Regions from separate parts of the Sus scrofa genome. Here region 1 is linked to region 2. A link is a contact called in public HiChIP or PLAC-seq data. All regions are on one chromosome and are shown on one strand. The core of a region is the stretch at or near the end of the contact, and the rest is flanking DNA. Distances in the headings are between cores, read along the strand shown. Region 1 overlaps LPP (lipoma-preferred partner). Region 2 overlaps LOC106508008 (a long non-coding RNA gene).

What was found. HiChIP or PLAC-seq counts read pairs in DNA pulled down with a chosen protein or histone mark.
Region 1: a contact with region 2 is called in an H3K27ac HiChIP or PLAC-seq map of skeletal muscle. The contact joins two enhancer-like sites. A contact is called at or near these places in 1 of 5 promoter capture datasets (fetal skeletal muscle), 1 of 47 Hi-C or Micro-C datasets (embryonic fibroblasts) and 2 of 2 datasets of contacts at active chromatin or transcription factors (alveolar macrophages and skeletal muscle).

Annotation. Positions count from the first base shown.
Region 1 is chr13:126,439,569-126,446,528 of Sscrofa11.1, forward strand. All of the region lies in intron 8 of LPP (lipoma-preferred partner), which reads left to right. Among named protein-coding and RNA genes, the nearest start is that of TPRG1, 87 kb to the right of the region's middle. Within about 2 kb of position 1,868, at least 9 of the 83 cell types and tissues checked have an H3K27ac peak or open chromatin away from gene starts, as enhancers often do. A contact at or near this core is called in skeletal muscle, where this site is marked.
Region 2 is chr13:125,402,932-125,409,919 of Sscrofa11.1, forward strand. The region is part of intron 1 of LOC106508008 (a long non-coding RNA gene); the gene reads left to right. Among named protein-coding and RNA genes, the nearest start is that of BCL6, 17 kb to the left of the region's middle. Within about 2 kb of position 3,025, at least 33 of the 83 cell types and tissues checked have an H3K27ac peak or open chromatin away from gene starts, as enhancers often do. A contact at or near this core is called in skeletal muscle, where this site is marked.

The DNA of each region.
Region 1 (6,960 bases), core at 618-3,117, 1.0 Mb after region 2:
AGGATGGTACAAAGGGAATTTACGGATCAGATTGACTGGTACAGATGGCCCCTAAGATCTTTCTCACTCTGATATTACTGCATGTTGTATGTGAAATTTTAGCCTCTTAATTTCTTCAACAGTACAATTAAATAGATAATTTGTCTTATGTTAAGACAAAACAGTATCTTTTTACATGTAAAGATATATTAAGAATAATACTGGAAACTTTTGAAGAAAGGGAATTCTATACATATATTTCTGTACCAATATATTCTCAGGCTATTGCTGGGAATAAACTATACCTTGCCAGATTTGAAAAACACATTATCCCCTATATTGATGAGGAATATCTATTTTGCATTCATATGATTTGGGCATTATTGTCACTCAAAATGCCCTATAGCTGAATAAACCTAACTAGCTTCTCAAAGTTAAAGGACATTAATTTGCCTGGCCATGTCTAAAGTTAACATTCATTCATTCAAGTATTTGTTCAATAGGCAATCTCTTCCATATTTCATTCACCTTCTTTAGTGCTAGCAACATACTTTTTTAATTGTTGTATTTGTAGAGCTCATAACCAAATATGGAAGCTGCACTTAGACTTCTACTATGGCTACATGCCTAACCACTCCAAAAGTTGGTGGCTAAAAAGAATAGTCATGATTAATTCTCTCTCACAGTTTGGTGGGTCAGGAATTTGATAGCATCTCAACTGAGCAATTCTGGCTTGGGGTCCCTCATGAGATTCCTCGGCCCGAGTTCTCCCAGAGGCTTCTTTACCTCCATGTCTGGTGATCATCCTAGGAATACTTGAATCCTATTCTGAAACAACTCAGGCATCCTCCTCTATCTGTATGTAGTCTCTTCAGTATGGCAGCTTCAATGTAGCTCAACTTCTAACACGTCAACTCAAGACCTCAAAGGTATGTGTCTCAAAAGAAATCCACATGACATGAGTGGCATCGGGTGTTATACAGCATCACTTCTACCACATTCTGTTGGCCAGGCAGTTACAAATGTCTTTCTAAGCATCCATCTCTGCCTGATAGACTGTCGGGATCACAGTGGAAGAAGAGTTTATGGAATGAGGTATGTGTTGATATCATCACCTTTGGGATGTACACTTGATCGAAGCATTTCCCAGAGCATATAAACTGATGACACAGGATCCCTGCTAGAATGAAGGTATGAACAGTGTCATGAAAGAACAGAAAAGAAGGGAAATGATTAGTAAAAAGATTACATTCACATGTCCTGGGCCCTAAAAGGTGAACCAACTAACTTGTTAGTAAATGTTCAAGGCAGAGGCAACAGTGGGTGTAAAAGCATGCAAGAACAAAGCTTATGAAGTGTTAAAAAAAATTTGGATTGAAGGGTTAAAGACTAAGGGTGGGGCGGGGACGGGTGGTGGAATAGATGCCTGGAGAGTGGTGGGAAGACAATATCCTGAAGGGCCTTGAATGTCAAATCACATTGGCTCAGGGGAGCAGGACTGCTTCAGAGCACAGACAAATAGGATGATGTTCTTGTGTAATCTCTTCCATCCACATTCTTTTTTGCCTTTGATAGTAAACATATCATCTCTGTTAAAGTTTACTTCCTAGCTTAAACTGAACACAGACTCTAAACCATCAAATCACTTTTGATTTTTTTTTTTTTTTTACCCTCCGCAAACGTCTCCAGGATGGCATGCATTTGAACAAACCAAAAGTGATTTCGCTTTTCTAATTTTCAGAGCTTTTGGCTAGATGCAGAGTGAGAAATTCATACCTTTTTCAAGTAGCGTGGGTTCTTTTTTCCCCAATTCCTCTCATCCATCTGGTTCTCTGGAGGTCTTGGAATCCAGGAAAGTGTTAGTTCACTGTGCTGAAATCCAAAAAAGACTGCTAAACTGTGAAAGAAAATTTGCATTCCAGAGACGCTGAAGGAGTTAGTCCACCACCCTTTCGCAGCAGCAAAGGGAAAACATCTGTATTTGCTATCCCCTTTGTCTTTCAGCAGTTACAGAATGGAAAATCTTATATTCGTTGTTTCTGCCTTTCTTACCTACTTAATGCAAACCACTTTTGGCCATTTGGCACAGTGGGGTAGGGGGTGGGGTGGAGAGCAAAACATGGAATTATTTTATTTCTAGTGTCAGAGAATATTACAGCCAAGATACGGTTGAAAGGAAGCAAATCACTTCACTGGCTTCCTTTTGTACTCTTCAGAAGGTCACGTTCTCATGAGTGGGTGCCAGAGCCCCATGTTTGACATATATATCAACGCTGCTCTGCTCAGAAGGAAACTACACAGTCGCAGCCATGATGTTGGCATGTCATTAGGGCCTTTCTAAGTTATGGTGCTGTCTTTTGTCTTCCACTGGCAGAAGTATAATTAGAGGGACTTGTTTTCAACAGAAGCCAAATCATTGCCAAATCAGTTTAACTGATCTCTAGAGAGTCAAAGTTAGCTCACGGCCCTCTGGCTGTTCTCTTTGACACTCCCAGGAGTTAAAGGCTTAAAGTTCTCTTTCTTTTGAAAGAGGATAAAGTTTGGTTCAAACAAGCTTTTCTGTCATCCCGAGAAGTACAAGGAGAAACCTTCTGTGACCCTAGTTGTTTGGCTCAGACCACTTGTGGCTTGTTATAATTTAGGAAGTAATTGCAATTCATAAAGCCAGGTAGAAAATAAACATCTTGGCAGAGCTGAGTTTCAGGCAACTCTGAAGGGAGCTGACACGTGAGCAGAATGGTATTGGGAACATTTCTAGTCTCTGCTTGCAGTTCTTAATTCTAATGGGTGATTCACAGTAGATTTAATTCTGATCTGAAATGCACAGGGAGGCAGTCATTACTATGTATACATGTAGCTGAAAATATCATCGCTTAAACCCATTTGAGATTTTGCCTTTGGATTGATCAGTTACCCACAGTGGACAGATATTGTAAGTAAAAAGAGTGTTGTCCTACCTACCATGTTGTGTGACTCACTTCAGAGCATTTACCTTCTTACTGAAATTTGTAGCACTAATTTTTCTGAGAAATATACTCTGCTAACTGAAGAACTCGAGTTGGAAGAGTCCTTAGATGTTAAGTAGTTTAATGTCATTTACTTTTTTCATTCAGCATGTACTTATTAAGTGCCTATTATGTGTTAAGCACTGCTCTAAAGGCTGTGAATCTAGTACTGTCTCAAACAGACTTGTGGACTGATAAGCAATAAGCATGTCAGCAACTAAATATCAGATGGCGATGAGGAATATGAAGACAGCACCAGGTCATGAGATAGAGTCTGGCTCCATGGAAGGGACTGCTTAATGAGGGTAGTGATGGAAGCCTACCTGAGGATGGTGATGGAATTTCAGGTCTGTCTATGGGAATGGGTGCTATTGGGTGACTCTTCCGGGTATTCATTCCAAGCCATTCACTTATTGGCTTAATAAAATGTGTTGTGTTCCATCTGTGTCCCAGTCATTTTTCAGTGAACTGGGAATGAAAAAACGAACAAGACAGTGAGCCCTGCCCTGTTGGAATTTTGTTCAGCTCTCAGCAGTCACAGAGTTTCAAGAGACTAAGAGGTCTATTAACTTCAATCTTTTATTTCATAGGTGAAGGAGTGTAGACCTAGAGAAACAAGAGCTTTGCACAGGGCTCACTGTCAGTGGCTGCCTTTGAAAGACTAGAGCACAGCCCCTAGTTTAGGGTCATTTCTCTGTCACTGCACCTTGCAGGGTTTCCATAAATATCTATTTCAACAATCCCAGTTTCAAATAGTGGTGAGCTTACTTAGCACTGAACACAAAGATAAGTTATATTTTTCATCAGGGCTTCCTGTCTACTCTAAATTGAAGGTAACATGGTTGAGGGTAGTTAAGATGGTGCCACAGGAGTTCCTGTTGTGGCTCAGTAGGTTGAGAACCTGACTAGTATTCATGGAGATGCAGGTTTGATCCCTGGCCTAGCTCAGTGGGTTAGGGATCCAGTGTTGCCACAAACTGCAGTGCAGGTTGCAGATGCAGCTCAGATCCAGCATTGCTGTGGCTGTGGTATAGACTGGCAGCTGCAGCTTAGGTTGAACCCCTAGCCTGGAAACTTACATATGCTGCAGGAGTGGCCATTAAAAAAAAAGAGAGATGATGCCACACAGGCACAGGTATCAAAGTTTAGTTGGGGACCCTGCCAAGCTTATCTATGGTAAACTATATGTTCCATGAGACTTCTGTATACACTCTAAATGCATGATGTGTAATTGCTCCATCGCTTATTAGGTGTTCCAGGTATGTAAAAATATAATAAAGAAAATATATGTTGCAAACAGAACAGAAATGAAAAAACCTCACTATATTTTCTCAAACTCAATATGTATAGGATTGTGGATGTCTGTGCATGCATATCATATTTTCTTCTCTTCAATAATAAGAGTAATGCAAAATAGGATCAGTTGATGAGTCAGAAACTGAAAAACTAACAATTAGGGTCTATCTTCACATGGAAGAGTAATTTTGCCCAGAGAAATTATAATAATATTTTTATAGCAGTATTTTCATATCTTTACATTCTTTTTAAATTATTTATTTTAAATTGTAGTATAGTTGATTTACAGTGTTATGTTAGTTTCAGGTGTATAGCAAAGTGATTCAGTTAAACACACACAGACACACACACACATTCAAATATATATGTGTTCTTTTTCATCTCTTTACATTCTTAAAGAGTACATCTTACATTTCTTATTTAATTTAATTATCATAATTCTGGAAGGTAGACAGGACGGAATAATTATATCTCATTCTATAAATGCAAACATCGACACTCAGATTATGGAATTTTGTTCAAGAGGCTGTGAAATTCTAACTACTGTGGGAAGTGTCTACCCCAGCAGAAGAATTGGTTTTAGTGTCTATTAAAAATCTCTGTTTGCAAGTTCCAAATGGCAGGAATTATAAAAGCTGGACCTCAGACATGGTGCCATGATGCTGAATTTAAGCTTAACTCCTCTGAGTTATTGGGCAGAGATTCCTATATTTATCAGTGTGAGGCAGCCGTGTTTGACAGTAGCAAAGCCCCATGTAATTAGTATACTCAACCCAATGATTTTCCATGGGTTATGTAAATAAGTGTCAATAACAATCAACAGTAGTGATCATATTCTCATTGTTAACAAGGGCCAGAACACCAAAGAGAAGTTTTGGTATTCCAAAAAGCATCTAGTGTTGGGTTTTAAAAGAGCGCTGCATAGAAACCAAGGAAGTTGAGTCCTGACCTCACTTCTTTCACTAGATTAGGCAACCAACTTCTGTGAATGCAGTGTCCTAGTCTATAAGGGGAGAGAGCTGGACAAGATGATGATAGTAATTTTTTCAAGCTAAAGCAAACCGTGTGCTGTGAAAGGCTCTAACAGAGCAGTTTGCTAAAGATTAACTGCATTCAGTGTATAATTACCATTATACAGAACTAGATAGAAAGATGTAGGAAAAATTTGTTAATTGGAGAACAGTGTGAAAAAGAAGAATAAACAAGTTTGTCTTCACGTTTAAAAGAATAGGTTCACATCCAAACATATTTACAGTCAGTCACATGGCATATAGTAGGGATAGGAATTCTACCTACTGCAGTAGATTGTTGCAGGGATTAAATGAGGTCCTGGTTGTGCACACTTAACTAAACTTTAAAAACTCTGCCAAAGTAAGTTGTCAGTTTTTGTTTTGAGAGCATAAAACAAAGTAAATTACCTTTATGAAGAACTAAGATAATTATGAGTTTGAGATAAAATAATTTTATCCAGAGGTATGAACAGCTCTTCCACAAAATTCTCATGGAAGTAGGGGGGAAATCTCTTAGGACTCCAGAATCCCACTTTATGTTATTATGTTGTCCCGTTGTTCCAGAATATAATGCACAGGATTTCTTCAATAATCCATTTTTTAAAGTAAAAATATAAAATATAGAAGAATTGGAGGGGAAGGAATAAATTAGAAATGTACTGCATATATTCAGTAATTTAATTAAATGATCAAGGCATGTCAAGTTGATTAAATGTATGTTCTAGTCCCTTAGAATCTGTGAGAATCACACAAAACTAGCATTTATTATACACCCAGGCACTATGTATCTGCTTTCATATATGTGATCATACTTAGCCCTTATAACACTGTGATGTAAATGTTTTCATTCTTCTTTAGTAGACGAGGAAACTAAAGGCCAGAGAGGTAAAAAAAAAAAAAAAATTGCCTAAACTTTCAAACCCAGGCCTCTTGAATCTAACAGTAATTCTCTTACAACATACAATAGACTCTTCTCTGGTTCCTGAGTTAACAAGCCCCAACAGACTGTGCCTTGTCTATGTTGTAAAGGCAAATCTGTGATCTGACTTAGCTTGGAAGGAAAGGAATTCTATTCTTTTTTTCTCCTTTCACAATAATCTCAGTGGAGTGCTATGATCTTTTAATTTTGCTCCTGGCATGAAGGTCTGATGCGCTCATCAAGTCTCGGCTCCCCTTCCCCCATCATATTTCTCAAGGGTTAGGAGAGGTTCAAGACAAGTATTTTGGAAGAACTAGCATTCCACACAAGCTACACATTTTAAGGTAAAATGCCACCTCTGTGGACCTTAAGGTACCCAAACTAAATGTCCTTTAATGGGGATTCTTTTTTAAATTCACTAGAACTTAATGAATTAAATTCACTGGATTAATTCACTAATCCCAACCCAAGTGCTTCAGAATAAACAACAGGGTATTATTTACTTCCTGAAGAATGTGACTTGTAGTTCATGATAAAATTATCTAATTGTTCTGATGTTTTTGTCCTTTCTGTTGTTTTTTCCCTTTAAATTCAACATGTTTGAAGACGTTTCTCAATTTTAAATATAGTTTATTTAGTCCACATATAAGCAGAAATTTCGTAAGATTTTTCCCCCTAAATTCCGTGTTAATAATCACAGGTGTGTGTTATGTTAGTTTAGTACATAGACATTCATCTCTGACAATGTTGC
Region 2 (6,988 bases), core at 1,775-4,274:
ATATCTCACAAAAGAATCTACCTTTCCCAACCCCAAATTTGGGTTTACAGTGGAGAAGTGAGCAGAGTTATGAAAGATTGCTGGCTGTTTCCTGGGATATTTGGGTTCTTTCCCTAAAGTCCGTAAGAAGTTCAGATCTGTCGTTCAAAATGTTGCTGTTAGTGCAGCCCCCTTTTGAAAAGGCTGTGTTGGGGTTTTTAGAACCAGGAGAGATCCAGAGGGGCTGATTATTTTCCACAAGGGCTGGAGCTTAGGAAATATGCATAAGTGTCTGTCCCTGTGAAATCTGAATATTTTAATACTTATTGACAGATGGATTACTGCAGCCTCTGCAGAAAAGCCTGTCTTGTGAAGGATTTTTGAAAAATATACATGGGCCTAATCCTGTCACTGTTGTCGAAATGAACATTTTACCCCCCAAAGACTCATGATATCCTCAAGTGCAGATTTATTTCGCCAGAAGGCAGACTTTTTTTTTTTTTTTTTTTGGGTCTCCTTCCCCCTCATAATCAAAGAGTTTTAAAGGAATCCCACTGGATTCAAAATGACACCCCGATTTTGCCGATCTTCTTTGTGTATTTACGCGGGTGATAATTTTTCTATCGTTTTTGAGTAGTAAGAAATTTAGGGTTTCTCAAGTGTTATCTGTATGGTTTAGAATGTGAATTGTATGGCCCTGCCCTATTATTGATTCTACAGTGAGATTACTTTGGGGTCACTCTTCTTGTCAAAGTTGCCTTCCAGCCTCATTGGCTCCGCCGCCACTCTCCCCTCCCCTCCCCCCGCCCGACCGCCCGCCCGCCGCACACACAAAGCATGTCCCTCCCGCGTTCTCTTTGCCACTCCAGTCTTAGCCCCATGGGGGCGCTGCAGAGCAAAGGGAAATGTCCCTCTGGCAGTAGAACCAACCAGAGTGGGGGCTGGGAATGAATTCACCCTTCTTGAAGCTTAGTTCTCTTTAATTCTCTGCGGGGAGCCCTTGGAGGGAGACCCCACCAGGCCAGGTTTATAGATAATTAATCCCACCACCAGGGACCTCAGACTTTCTCAGCACATTATTTTTGGGGCGGGTGCCAGAGTCTCACATTTTTACTACTGTTGGGGGCGGGGGCATTTGTTTCTTTTGCCAAATTAAAGTGTTTACCTTGAAAGAAATTTATCAGAACAAGAGATAAGTTAAAAATTATGGAAAAGATGTTAACGCTACAGATTTACTATAGATATATCTCTTCTCTCTACTGAGTGAATGGTGAGGAAAATTGTGCACCCACTTTTCAATCTTGTTTCAATTCCTAGGCAAATAAGTAACTTTATCAAACTCTATATCGATTGAATATCTTCTAAAATGTCCTGTCTTTTCTCATTCTTGATCTCTCCCCATTTAGCCAGTTGGCTTCTCTATGTGGTCCGCGCTCACTCCAGCAGGATTAAAGAAAGGATTGACTTGAATATATTTAAATTCTTTTAAATCATCCTTAAGAAGCTCTATAGAGAGATTCCATTTCTGGGGTCTTAGGTGTGATTCCTGTGGACTTGGAGGAGCTATGTATCAACCAGTCCTGTGATTTAATGGTTACTGACTTTTAATACTCAAGAGTACAGGACCAGACCAGCCCCTTTGCCTGGTGGCCTGGGTGGTCTGGGCATAGTAAGAGGTTCTCAATCACCAGTTCTGAGTAAAGATAAGCTTTGTTACAAAATAAAATAGCTTGGCCCTAATATTACTTCTAGTTAAGAAGAGGAACAGATTTTTGCCTCCAGTTCCCCTCATGAAACCTTGCCCACAGTTCAGTCATCTCTGAAAAGGAAACTATACTTGGAATAAACACTGTCATGGCCTATTTCTAAGGGGCTCCAAACCGGAAATGAGTTTCACCTGTCAGGAGCTTTTGGCACCTTGGTAGATCTTTAAACTTTCACATCACAGAATTATAGATTGTGGAACGGGAAGGATCCCTGCAGATCTATGACTCAACTCCTGGAGGCTTCCTTCTTTCAAGAGGACAGGACAGCCCTCACTGAGGCATGTGGGACCCCAGGACACAACTGAAAACAGATCTTTGTGGTGTAATGGTTTTGTGTCATTTTAGAGAATCAGGGTGATCTGACTACCTGGATTTGGAGGTGAGTATCTTGTTTTCTGGCAGAACTGAGGAAAGGAAGGCTGCTTTGGGCTCTGTGTAAATCGTAAGCCAGTTCTCGGAACAAACTTCAAGTCCCGATGAATATTGGGCTTGGAGGGTCATTTGGGACTTGGTTATGCTTGTCACCCCTGCTACAGCACTCAACACTATTTGTGAAGGATAAGGGAGATCTTATTTATCCATTCGTTTTATTTCAAATCTTTTACTTAGAGCTATTGTAAGCGAGCTCCCTATATTATCTTTAGAGAAAGAAAGAAATTTTCTTGGTATGATTTAGAGAAATTGAGCAGAAACTTTTGAGACATTAAAAAAAATAAGGAAGATGATTTCCAGCCACTACCTTCAGAAAAAGAAGTGTCAACGTTTAATTTTGATCCATATGCTGCCTGCTTTCAGCCTGTATTAATTCTGAGCCTTTTTTTTTCTTTAGAAACCTTTTCAGCCTAGCTCAGAGTTTTCCCCCAAAACACTGATTTTTTTTTCCTACACTTTTCTCACTTATTTAAAATGGAAATAAATATCAGGAGCTTAAAATAGAGAAGCGATGGGGGTGCATAATCATTTGTTTATTGCCTTCAATCACTGTTTTGAATAACAGGGTTTTCACTTCCTATGAAACCTTAGCATGAGGGAAAGCAGCAGCTGGACCAGGAGGGAGATGCAGGGAGGAAAGCACTTGAGTGTTTGTCAACTCAGGGTGTCTGGCCCACCCTCCCGCCAGGCTGCCTTACTTAGCTGTCTTTACTACCTAAGGCTAGAAGTGGAAAAACTTGATTTGCGTGTTGTGCCTGCATTTTTTTTTTTTCCTTCTCCACACCGCCCTCTGTACACCTGACCATGCCAAAGCCTATCTGAAGCCGGCTTGACTGCAGGCAGAGCTGGAGAGCAGAAGAATGTGCAGAGGGAGGGAGTGCTCGGTACTTTTCCATTCACATCTCCACAGTGGCTTTTCTTGTTTATTTCAACCTCCACCCGCAGAACCCTTTCAGCTGCCTGAAATCCGAGTCATTAAACTGTTCCCTGAGGTCAGACCACAGATGCTTGGTGCATGTTTCCTACGTGTCCACGTCTATGTAACATATGTACATACAGAGAAATAGGCACAAACGTGTAACTCCATGGGGGCACAGTGTGAGGTAAAAGAAAAACAAAACAAAACATGGATTTCTTGCCAAAGAACCTTGGTTTCTAATTACGGTTCTGCCTGGAACTCCTTATGGGACATGGGGCGAAACCACGTGTCAGGACTCAGTTTCCTCAACAGTTTGAAGGAGTAACCCAGATGTTTTGTAGGCTGTCTCTCTATTCTAACTTTTATACTTTTATAGCTAAATACACATTTAGATAACTTTAAGGTGAGGGGGGCTGGAAAAGAGGCAAGTGTATATGTGTCCCTGAGGTGAGAGAAGGAGTTAAAATGTAAACTTCTAAGTAAAGAAGGCACTCCCAGAATCCTCACCTCTATCAATTTTTAACCAATTGTGGACCAAAGTCTGGGATTCTGCTGAGTAAGTCCAAAAGCCAACTGAAGATTTTCAATGTTAAGAGCTGGAGGAAGCCAATTCTAAGACGTTATACCTTTGATCTCCAGCATTTATAATCAGATGTGACAGTTCCCAAGCATCTTTTCTGCACTATGTTTTTTGTTTTTTTTTTCCTTCTTTTTCTGTTTGTTTTTGGAAATTGTCCCAGTCAGTGATAGGACTTGTAAGCTGGACACTCTTTAAGCCGCTAGGCTCCACATGGATGTAAAAAATATGTCATAATAGTCATAAACACACACACACACACACACACACACACACACACACGAAGAAAAAGGAGGGAAAAAAAAAAAAACCTAGAGAGAGATTCCTGGTGAGAAACTTAGAAGTACTTCAGCCGTCATCGCATTAAAGGTAATTATTTGAAGTCAGAGGAAATAACAGATGAGAAGTTTGCCCTTATTAAAATAAATAAATAAATAAATAAGCCTTGCTCTACCAGAACAAACTTGAAGGCAATGAAAGAGATATTTTCCATCAATACTTTGTATCCTTTTTAGATCTCCACTCTTTAAAAAGAAAGGTCTAAGGCCTGCTTATCTGGACAAAGAAAGTCCTTTAACAGACTTTGGCATCTGCAGGAAATAATAAAGTAACTCCTATTTATTAAACGCCAACCTCCCCACCAACTGTGCCCTTCCACTCAGACCTTCTGGAATATGGATGCCCACATACAAGAAGAGATGGAGCCAATTACATTCTCTAAGGGAAAACTATTGAGAGTTGTCATGTGCAACCCTGGGAGGGTCCTCAGCAATTTTCCAATCCAACATGACCGATAGTGTGTAATTGAAAATTGAGGCCCACACAGAATGCATTTGCCACATGCACTGCATCAAACTGAACCAGATCCAGAACTCTGATGTCCTGGTTTTAAATCCATTGTGTTTTTCCATGGCTTATTGTGAAAAGAGGATGTGGGGTAAGCAGCCCTGCAAAAGAGCCATTTGCCATGACCTTCCCTTCAGAGAAGGCCCCACCTTTGGTCTTTTGACATCAGCTCCACTGAAGTTCTAGTCGGTCTTAGCCGTACACTGACAGGATGGAAAGGAGCAGACCGTCATCCATACATTCTGTGTGTGTCCCAGTAGAGGACCCAGCATAGGAGGCCCCACAGGCTCCTGTGGTACTGTGATTTAATACTGTTAATAAACCTATAATTGTCTCATGAAGAGTACAACTGTGCTGTAATTGTATGTATGTTAGTGTTAAAAATGTAAAATGTAATATATTTTTGGCCTAGAAGCAATGATGCTGCAGTATCAAAGACCCTGCCTGGTGCCAGATCTTAATTTCTGATACTTTTCTCCAGTAAGAAAAGCAAGGCAGGAGCTTCTCCCAGGAGGGAAAATTGCTGGTTCTATATCTCCAAACGGGACAGGGAGTATGGAACATAGCACCCTAAATAAGGAAGCACTAAAAAGCAAACAAACAAAGCCCACATTGATGGGGAAGATTTCAAAGAGACACTGGAGCCACCTGAAGAGCTTCCAATAGTCAAAGCCAGAGAATTTTTGAGGGGGGAAAATTGAGTAATATTGAATTACAATCCAAAGTATAAAGTAAATGTACACGAATCCTCAGTGATATGAATAAATTTTAAATAAATTAATAAATGGGAGAAAAGAGACAATTCTCCCTTGCAGAATTCCAAATAATTTATGCAGAAACACTGCTCTCAAAGATGGGGGTGGAGGTGGTGGGGGGCGTGTTTAACTCCTCACTCCTCCAATGTGAACTAGGCATAGTGACTTCCTTCCAAAGGCTAGAATATGGGAAGGGAGGAAATGAGGGAGGGAATAATTTTACATGTAGAAACCTGACAGACACTGCACCAGCCAGGTTATCAAGGTCTATATCAGCAATTATAAACCAGGGTGATTGTATGTACCTTGGATATGAAGTGATGAGAATGGCTCTTTACCTCTGTGGTCTTCTCCCCAAACCCCAGTGTACTTATGAGAAATGTATCAAATTCCAACAGAGGAGCCTTTTACAATATACTTCACTAGTGCTTCTCAAAACCATCAAGGAAAGTCCGACAAACTGCCACAGCCAAGAGTAGCCTAAGAGATATGACAATATAATATAGTATCATGGATGGGATCATGGAACAGAAAAAGACTTAAGGTCAAGCCAGACAACTATGAATAAATGATGAACTTCAGTTAGTAATATTGTGTCAGTATTGTTTCATTAGTTATAAATGTAGCATAGTAATATAAAATGTTAATAATACAGGAAACTGGGTACAGGGTTGTTCTCAGTACTATCTTCTCAATTTTAGTGTTTAAAAAATATTGGGGGGGCATATATTTATTGTTATATTCAATACCAGCAACCTCCAAAAAGTGAGCTAGGTCTCTTTTGAAATCGGACAGACTGGCTTCCCACTCAACCATGCCCCCAAAATAGAGTCATGGAAATGAGGGATCTGCATTTATTCTTTTCGTTTACTAAATTGAAAGCAATTTAGCTAATTTCTGTATGTCACCATCTGGATAAAGAACTGTCAGGAGAACACTAGGGAGGCACCAAAGGCCAAATGTTGTCATGGTGGTAGATGACTCAAGTCACCTCATCAATCTGCTTATTCCACATTTCTTTCTGAAAACCCTCGACGGAAACAAGGCCCTGAAAGATCTAGCCTTCAGTCCCTATGGGAGGTATAATACTCAGAGATCCACCACTGAGTTTGGAAGAGCCCCAAGAGCTTCCTAGAATGTTTGGCCTCTCATGGTACAACTCTGGAGGAACTGTGGATCTCATCAGAGTTTAACTCTGGGTCTGGAGAAGAATGCTGAGTGGACCCTGTAATGTTACAAGTTTGTCTTTATTATCTGAATATGACCCCATCATCTAAACCAGAAGAATCCAGAGAGGGAAACAGTTTGCCAAGACCACCGCACAAATTAGTGGTAGAGTTGATTCCCATTCACCAGTGTTCCCTGAATCATTTATTTGGCTGCAGTATTCATTTTAGTAAACTGAGGACTGCTATTACATCAATATACATTATTTCAGAAATGCCTTATTCATTTCTAACCAATTGTCAGTTACCAGTGGTGCCCATGCTGCACCAAGTTTTAAAGGTTTCTTCCTTCTTCCCCTTCACATTTTTTTTTTTTCTTTTTCTTTTTAGAGCCACAACCATGACATATGGAGGTTCCCAGGCTAGGGGTCTAATCAGAGCTGTAGCCGCCGGCCTACACCACAGGTAGAGCAAGCGGGATCGAGCAGAGTCTGCAGCCTACACCACAACTCACAGCAATGCCGGATCCTTAACCCACTGAGCGAGGC